Linked DNA regions of Sus scrofa: all the other regions are linked to region 1. Evidence: chromatin contacts called from public Hi-C and HiChIP or PLAC-seq data. All regions are on one chromosome and are shown on one strand. The core of a region is the stretch at or near the end of the contact, and the rest is flanking DNA. Distances in the headings are between cores, read along the strand shown. Region 1 holds the start of AARSD1 (alanyl-tRNA editing protein Aarsd1). Region 2 holds the start of PSMC3IP (homologous-pairing protein 2 homolog). Region 3 holds the start of COASY (Coenzyme A synthase).

The links. Hi-C and Micro-C count contacts between places; a contact is called where the count stands out from the background. HiChIP or PLAC-seq counts read pairs in DNA pulled down with a chosen protein or histone mark.
Region 2: a contact with region 1 is called in a Hi-C map of alveolar macrophages, with 1.9 times the contacts expected there. The contact joins the promoter of PSMC3IP here to the promoter of AARSD1 in region 1. A contact is called at or near these places in 2 of 5 promoter capture datasets (fetal liver and liver), 6 of 47 Hi-C or Micro-C datasets (alveolar macrophages, embryonic fibroblasts, fetal skeletal muscle and 3 more) and 1 of 2 datasets of contacts at active chromatin or transcription factors (alveolar macrophages).
Region 3: an H3K27ac HiChIP or PLAC-seq map of alveolar macrophages shows a contact between it and region 1. The contact joins the promoter of COASY here to the promoter of AARSD1 in region 1. A contact is called at or near these places in 2 of 5 promoter capture datasets (fetal liver and liver) and 2 of 2 datasets of contacts at active chromatin or transcription factors (alveolar macrophages and skeletal muscle).

What each region holds. Positions count from the first base shown.
Region 1 is chr12:19,916,863-19,919,562 of Sscrofa11.1, reverse strand. AARSD1 (alanyl-tRNA editing protein Aarsd1) reads right to left here and starts at 1,328. Exons shown (of 12, transcript XM_021066968.1): 1 at 1,170-1,328; 2 at 913-1,044; 3 at 371-530. The coding sequence starts at 1,208.
Region 2 is chr12:20,242,909-20,245,608 of Sscrofa11.1, reverse strand. It overlaps PSMC3IP (homologous-pairing protein 2 homolog), which reads right to left and starts at 1,366. Exons shown (of 8, transcript XM_003131397.5): 1 at 1,256-1,366; 2 at 1,064-1,164; 3 at 795-884. The coding sequence starts at 1,289. It overlaps RETREG3 (protein FAM134C), which reads right to left. Exons shown (of 9, transcript XM_003131384.4): 9 at 2,310-2,700.
Region 3 is chr12:20,261,195-20,264,054 of Sscrofa11.1, reverse strand. COASY (Coenzyme A synthase) reads left to right here and starts at 1,323. Exons shown (of 10, transcript NM_213789.1): 1 at 1,323-1,390; 2 at 1,799-2,506. The coding sequence starts at 1,810.

The sequences.
Region 1 (2,700 bases), core at 79-2,578:
CTTTTTTTTTTTTTTTTTTTTCAGGGCCACACCTGAGGCATATGGAGGTTCCCAGGTTAGGGGTCAAATCAGAGCCCCTCCCTTGGCCACAGCAACGCCAGATGCAAACTGCACCCGCAACCTACACCACAGCTCACGGCAACATCAGATCCTCAGACCACTGAGCGAGGCCAGGGATCGAACCTGCGTCCTCATGGCTGGTGATACTCAAATTCAACCGTTATGCTAATATTTTTCCTTCAACTGTTCATTTTGCTTTTACGGCACTTATCACATCCTGCCTGAATTGGAGTTGATTCTGAGTACGTCTGTTCCTTCCAAAAGGTTAACTTCTAGAGAACCCAAACCACCTATCATCCCACACACCTACCTGAATGCTGCTGCATGTGGTCAAACCTCCGCTCCCAGTCCACTCGGACCTGGACCTCGGTCCCAGGGGTCAGGGGTGTCTGGGTGAAATGATCAGCCTGGGCGCCGCGGCGGGTCACTCTCAGCACAGAGATGTCATTGATTGTACCATGGTCATCAGGCTGGGGAAAAGAAGTAAAGATAATCAGTAGTAGCAGGTAGGGATCACCTTAACTCCCGAATACAAAGACCCTCTAGGGAGAGTATGCGAGAAACACACCCAGAACTTGAGATTCCCTAGGGGAGAAGAAAGAGCAAGGCCAAGTGAAGTGGTACTTTTGCTTCATGAGGAGACTGTCCCTGTCCTCTTTACGCTGAACACCTATGTATTTGTTGATAAATAACCCGTTGAATGAACAAATGAACTGAAATGAATTAACTTCCATTTGTATTCATTGTATCTGGGACACAGAAACAGATCATCTTCCTGCTGAGCAGAAAGGAATTACTGGCTTCCAGGGAGGCAAGAGGCGGGAAGAGGAGGGGGAGGGTCGGGTCTGCTACCTGTCCCCCGCCCTCGGGGAAAAGCAGCGTGTCTTCCAGCACCACTTGGAAACCGCTCAGTACTTCCTTCTTGCCGTTGCTTCCTTCGATCTGCAGCTCTGCGGGACTGCAGGAAACCACGGTGGTGGTGAACTGGGAAAAGAAGGAAGAAAAAGTAAGTCCCGACCGGACTGATCCCAGCTTGGCGTTCCCTCCTCGTGGCGCCCTCCTGCCTGCACCGCCCGGTCCGCTCAGCTCCCTCGCCCCGCCGGCCGCACCTCCCTGGCGTAGCTGTCCCGCTGACACCTGAACGCCATCGGTGCAGTCTCTTAGAACGGCGGGATCAGCACACACAGGAGCCGCCTGGCGAGGACGGAGAGCGAAGCGGGACAATCTTTATTCCGGGAGTGTCTCTGCGCAGACGCAAAAGGACATGGAAAAACGGTGTGCGATTAGGACAAACTTACTGAAAACGCGACGTGTCGGTGTTCTGGGTTATTAAAATAGCAACAATTTTAAGGCTTTGAAAAGAACCAGAAAACAAGAAGAAATACAAGTGCGGTCTAACTTGCCAAAGCACTTAATTTAGCCACTTTGGGCCCCAGGAATGTACGTAATTCCGCCCCGCAGAAGCCCAGCTGGTAGACGTGGGAATTGGTACCGGCTTGGGTGCACGGCAGCGCTGCCCAGTGGAAAGTAATGCGAGCCACATATGTTAATTTTTTTAAATTTAAATCGACCTATCCAGAATGTTATTTCGTCTGATGATAAGTCTTTTTAAATAAATGAGGGCTTTTTTTTTCTCCATTAAAAAAAAAAATTCGAAACCTGGTGTGTATTTTACATCTACAGTACATCTCAGTGCAGACTAGGGACATTTCAAGTACTCAATAACCACATGTGACAGGTGCTCCCGCATTGTACAGCATAAAAAGGTTAACAGGAGTCAAACTGCAATCAGCGCCTTACAACGTTAAAGAGATTAAAAGTTCAAATTAGGAGTTCCCGTCGTGGCGCAGTGGTTAACGAATCCGACTAGGAACCATGAGGTTGCCGGTTCGGTCCCTGCTCTTGCTCAGTGGGTTAACGATCCGGCGTTGCCATGAGCTGTGGTGTAGGTTGCAGACGCAGCTCGGATCCCGCGTTGCTGTGGCTCTGGCGTAGGCCGGTGGCTACAGCTCCCATTCAACCCCTAGCCTGGGAACCTCCATATGCCGCGGGAGGGGCCCAAGAAATAGCAACAACAACAACAAAAGACAAAAAAAAAAAAAAGTTCAAATTAACTTTCTGCTCTTTTATTTATTTATTTGCCATTTCTTGGGCCGCTCCTGCGGCATATGGAGGTTCCGAGGCTAGGGGTCGAATCGGAGCTGTAGCTGCAGGCCTTCACCACAGCCACAACAACTGGGGATCCCAGCCGTGTCTGCAACCCACACCACAGCTCACGGCAACGCTGGATCCTTGGCCCACTGAGCAGGGCCAGGGATGGAACCTACAACCTCATGGTTCCTACCGTATATGTTAAGCAAAGAGCCACGATGGGAACTGCAACTTTCTGCTCCTTTAAATCAACTAATAAAAATCTTCAAGTCTCCATGTTTCAGAATTTAAGGTTTTTCGGACTTTAGACAGTAATGCAGAGCATACCCATGTGTTACATAATGTGTTTCATTTGGCACTCTGGAGCAACCCACTTATATTCAAACGCATTAATGTTTATGCTGGAATAAACAAAGGCTATAAATAGCTCCACATCATTTTAGGTCTTGTTTTCCTGCCAGATGAGTTTTGGTGTTAATTTTTTTAAGT
Region 2 (2,700 bases), core at 117-2,616, 330 kb before region 1:
TGATGGCCGACTCAGCACGTGAAATAAGTTAAAAATGACTCCGCAGGAGTTCCCGCGGTGGCACAGCGGAAACAAATCTAACTAGTACCCATGAGGGTGTGGGTTCTATCCCTGGCTTTGCTCAGTGGGTCAGGAACCTGGCATTGCCACTGTGAGCTGCAATGTAGGTTGCAGATGCAGCTCAAATCTGGTGTGGCTGTAACCATGGTACAGGCCAGCAGGTACAGCTCCAATTCAACCCTTAGCCTGAGAGCTTCCACATGCCCCAGGTGCAGCCCTAAAAAGAAAAAAAAAAAAAAAAAAGACTCCCCAGTTTCTGGCCTCCATGCAGAATAATTCCATTAAGGGAGAAGAATGTAACAGGAGCCAGTTTAGGAGCGAGATGAGGCATTCTACTTTGGTGATGAGGGCTCTGAAGGGACTGAAAGGCATCCAGGTGGAGATCTGGGTTAGAGATTCAAAGTTAATGTGTGTGTTTAAGGAGGGGGTGGAGACAGAAGGAAAATAATCTGACAGAGGTGGTCCTCATTAGATGATTGGGAATTAGAACTTCCACGCGTAAACAGATGTCCATAGCAACAATTCAGGATCTTCTGTAACCTATCACATTTCAAGTCTGGAAACCTCCTTCAGTTTGGATCACAGCAAAGGCAGTGCACGCTTTGACTTAAAGGCCGGCTAGGACCCTTTTAATGGTGTAAGACCGCTGAGTTTCATGGAGAATTCATACTAGGGACTGATTCACCTAATGCCGAGCTCTCACCGAGGTGCTAATCTGCGCCGGTTTCCCTCACCTGGTCTGCAAAGTATATCTTCTGCTTGCCGTACACCTTCTCTTTGATCTTGCCTTGCTGGGCCAGCTGCTCCAGCGCTTTGACCACCGCCTGGCAGAGGGGAGGGGGTGGAACAGTCGGGGGAGTGAATGTCACCAGTGATGGGGAAAGCGCCCGACGAGCCTTAGGAAGCCCAAGGCTAGAATGGCAGTCTCGAGAGGGCAGGGCCCCAGGCTGAGTCGTGGGGTTCTAGGGGAGGAATCCTGATAGTGGGGCGGGGGTGTCCTCACCGCCTTGCCCAGTCCGTGTTCCCGCTGCAGGTTCCCGAACACGTCCTGGGCGCTGTAGGGCCGATTCTGCTCCTGCAGGTATTTCAGCAGGATCCCGGGGGCTACGGAAAGAGAAGAGGCAGTGGGGTGGGGGGCCCCTCAACCGACCCCTGCCCGCCCTCTCCCAGGTCTTCCAGGGGGCAAAGCCGTTACCTCCCGCCGCGGCTTCCGCCCGGCCTTTACTCATGGTTTTTCCCGCCGCCAAACTCAGAAAGCCGGAAGTTGCAATTACTCGGGGCAACGGCCCCTTCCGGCCACGGGCTGGGCGGGCCTCGGGCGGTGATTGGCGCAGGGAAAGCTTCGCGAGGAGCGCAGCGGCCCCTCCCGGGCACCGTAGTTCGCCCCGGCCCGGCGCTCCGGCGCGGCTCTGGCCGCGGGGGTCCAGGTCTCATCGTGGGAAGCGGGGCGCGTGCTTGGAATCTCTCCCTTGCTCCACTCCGAACCAGGGCGGCAGGGAATCATGCCCCAAAGTTTAGGGACCCAGTTCCAGCAGCCACCGAACACTCGAGAACCTAAATGGGCAGTGTTCAAATGGGAAGAGACCTCCAATATCAACTCCCGCTTGGCAAGCGAGTTGCTTAAGGTCACAGGGCCAGTTATCCAAGGACGTGCCCCGTCCTACAGGCCAAGGCTTCCCGTCGGTTACCCTTAACTTCTGTAAGATAAGAACAAGAGGTGCCTGCAGGAGTGGGTTGTGAAGACCGTGAAACACCCTAGAAGGAGTAACGCTGCCTCTATTTGCCCGATACCGAGCTTCGCACACAGGGGGCGCTCAGCACATTGCTGTGGTTGAAGGGAGTGTTGGGAGCTGCTCTTAAGCCACAAAGCTTGTAGAAGTTTCCTTGTGGCGGTCTTATGACAACACCTGGCAGGTGCTTTCCACTCCTGCCCACCGTGGCCAAATGGACAAAGCCTGAAATAAGTATTTCTAGTTTCTGAGGTCAGCCAAAGGCCAAAGAGCAGCTGTTCCTGCAGCTCAAACAAGCCTGAGGGGCACGGTGCTTTTTCAAGCCTTCTGCTACCCAAAATTTCATTAAGTCTTTGAAACCTGTACTTATCATCACGCGTTTAGGCGATGATAGTAAGAATTAGAATGATGGAACTGCAGGCTAGATGCCAGCCAAGAGTCCGCTATGCTCATGTCATCTCAGTTCAGATTAACAAAAGAAGGCCTATCAAGGATAAGAAACCATTCAACATCAGTCTCTTAAAGATGTTCTCATACAAGATTTATTCCCCAGCACCCCTCCCACCCTCATCCCCATCCCAATTCACAGTGGAGGATTAAGGAGATTCAGAGCAGGATCCGCAGGTACACGAAACACCTTCCAAAGATTGTGCTCTCCTTCCTTCCCCTCCCTCTTACCAACTGCCAAGGCCTGAAGCTACACACACTCATGCAAACACACAAAATCCCACTCCTTTCCCACACCTCCACGTCAGAGCTCACCTGTAAGACATCTGGGCTCTTAGAAGAGAGAAGGTGTCCAAAGTGAGAACCCTAAAGTGGGGAGAGGCTGCTACCTAACCTTCACACAAAGGGAAGGGACTATGAATCAGATACCTAGCTCTTCTCCCTTCTCACTGTTGACTATTTT
Region 3 (2,860 bases), core at 74-2,573, 340 kb before region 1:
GTAGCCTCTGGCTGCCCATGTCCAGCTCAAGGCTGAACTGGCGGTCATGTCCACCAGATGACCTCCTCGAACAGTGACTCTGCAGGCATATGAGACTGTGTGTCCATATGTCTCAGGGAATTTCCTGAAAGTGTGCAGTTTGCGTCTTCAATTGGGTCCTGTAAAACTCAGCTTAAGATATCTTTGCGAAAATTGTGGTCTCAGAGTTCCCTCGTGCCTCACCACATTAAGGATCCAGCATTGTCACTGCTGTGACTTGGGTCAGTGCTGTGGCCTGGCTTCGATCCCTGGCCCGGGAACTTCCACATGCCACAGGCAAGGCAAAAAAAAAAAAGAAAAAAAGCTTGGCCTCAAGTCCTTAAGTCCTTATAACTCTTCCATCCTTGACTCTAGGATTAGATCCAGGTTCTGTGGGGCCAGAGGCATATACATTTGGGGAGACCTCTTTAGGAATAATACAAAAAAAAAAAACAAAAAACAAAAACAAAATTAAGTATGAAAGTGAGCATTTATTTAGTTTGGGAAAATAAACCACAGCACATTACTGCAATTTCCCAGATGGCAACTTGGCTTTGCTTCTCGAGGACGACTGCCAATTCCACCCTCTCCAGCGCTCATTAGGTAAACCCTTGCCACTAAGTCTCTCCTTTCTCCTGTTCACAAGGTCTACCTTCTGGCAGCTCTACTGAGCTCCCACACAGAGCTTTCCTGCTATTATCTCTGGAAAACTGGCGTATCACTAACTCTGGGTGATGTGGGGAGTACTGCACGGGAGCCACGGCACATGACCTCGGTCCTCACCTCCCTAAATATCCCTGGAACATACAGGACCTCAATTTCTCCATCTGTGAAACTGGGTGGTGGCACAGGGGTGTGTGTGGGGGGGACGGTTCTGTGATCTCGCACATGAGGATCCTAGACTGGGAGGACGCCAGTCGCTGGGCTGGGGACACCAAGCCCTAATTTAAGTACTACCCTATAACCTCCACCGCCGTCCCCGCGATTTATTAAGAGGGGAAGCCAGTTGTTAGTTCTACTTTAGCCGCTGTCTCCTGGGTGACCTAGCTAAAGCCAGTCTCTTCTCTCAGAGTCTGAAGGGCACCCGTGAAACGGGCTTTCCAGCCGACCTTGCTCTATTAGTCCAGGCACGTCAGATTCTCTAAATGTGGTCTCACGCCACCTCCCAACTACCGAGCTCCGCCTCTCTGCAAAGGCAGGCGCCCCGCTCCATGAAAAATCTCGCGAGAATCCCTCGACTCACCAAAGTTGAGATTTTTGGCCTTTTCCAGGTTCCGTAGCTCGGAGTCGCAGCGCCGGAACTAGTGTTAACGGGTCGCGGCGGGGGAAGACTCCGCGGTGGTGCACGCGGAACCAAAGTCCGGAGGTCTCAGTAAGTAGGGGACCGACCCGAACCTCAGCGGCCCCCTCTAGTCCCCTCCTCCGATTCCTTGAAGATATTGGTGATTATCAAGAGCGCCCAGGATTTCTGAATCCCCAGCCTAATGACTTAGCAGCTCCTGCCTATTTCACTCCTCCCAAGTTTTCGATTCAATTCTGCGAATTCACTGCTCCATCTGAGTTGATAAACCGAGATTTAGAGCGTAGCCCCGAGGCGCCGTTTCCTGGGCCCTGTCCCCTCCCCCGGGTCTCTCTCAGTCCGCCCTGAGACCCCGTCCCTGGTCCAAGTCCCCTCTCTTAGGTCCACGTCCCTCCTCTTAGGTCCAGGTCCCCCAGTTGTCTTCGGCCTCAGCCACATAGCTCTCAGTCACCCTCGCCTTGTCTCCTTGACCGTCCACAGGCCGGGCCATCATGGCTGTATTCCGATCGGGCCTCCTGGTGCTGACAACGCCGCTGGCCTCCCTGGTCCCTCGCCTGGCCCCCATCCTGACCTCGGCGGCCCGGCTTGTGAATCACACGCTCTATGTACACCTGCAGCCCGGCATGAACCTGGGGGGCCCGGCTCAGCCCCAGTCTAGCCCCGTGCAGGCCACATTTGAAGTTATCGATTTCATCACGCACCTCTATGCTGGCGCCGATCTCCACAGGCACCTGGACGTCAGAATTTTGCTGACCAATATCCGAACCAAGAGCTTTCTCCCTCCCCTGCCTAGCTCGGTCCAGAACCTGGCCCACCCACCGGAAGTAGTGCTGACTGACTTCCAGACCCTGGATGGAAGCCAGTACAACCCGGTCAAGCAACAGCTAGAGCGTTATGCCACCAGCTGTTACAGCTGTTGTCCGCAGCTGTCTTCGGTGCTGCTATACCCCGATTATGGGCCCGGAATGCTGCCTGTGCAGCCCCTAGATGTCCCTTTACCCTCCACCATCAGGCCGGCCTCCCCCGTGGCCAGGTCTGCAAAGCAACCAGTGCGTGGCCACCAGCGAGGGGCTGTAGGTGGCACCTTTGACCGCCTACACAATGCCCACAAAGTGTTGCTCAGTGTGGCCTGCATCCTAGCCCAGGAGCAGCTTGTGGTGGGAGTGGCAGACAAAGACCTGTTGAAGAGTGAGTGAGAGAGACCCTGGATTAGGGCAGTTTTACCCCCACCCCACCCCCAACCCCAGGCCAAGACTGAGGAAGAGTAGGGTGGTCCAGTACTTCCTGCCCCTTCGCACATGTAACCGTGCGTGGCACTCAGTTCATGCTGAGGACATTTTTTAAATGAATAAATGCAGCTTTCTAGGTGTGTGGTCTAGTCACCAATCAGGATTCCCCCAAATGTGGAGCCAAGGAATCTGCACTTTTATTTTTTTTTAATTTTTTGTCTTCTCTAGGGCTGCACCCGCAGCATATGGAGATTCCCAGGCTGGGGGTCTAATGAGAGCTGTAGCTGCCAGCCTCCGCCAGAGCCACAGCAAC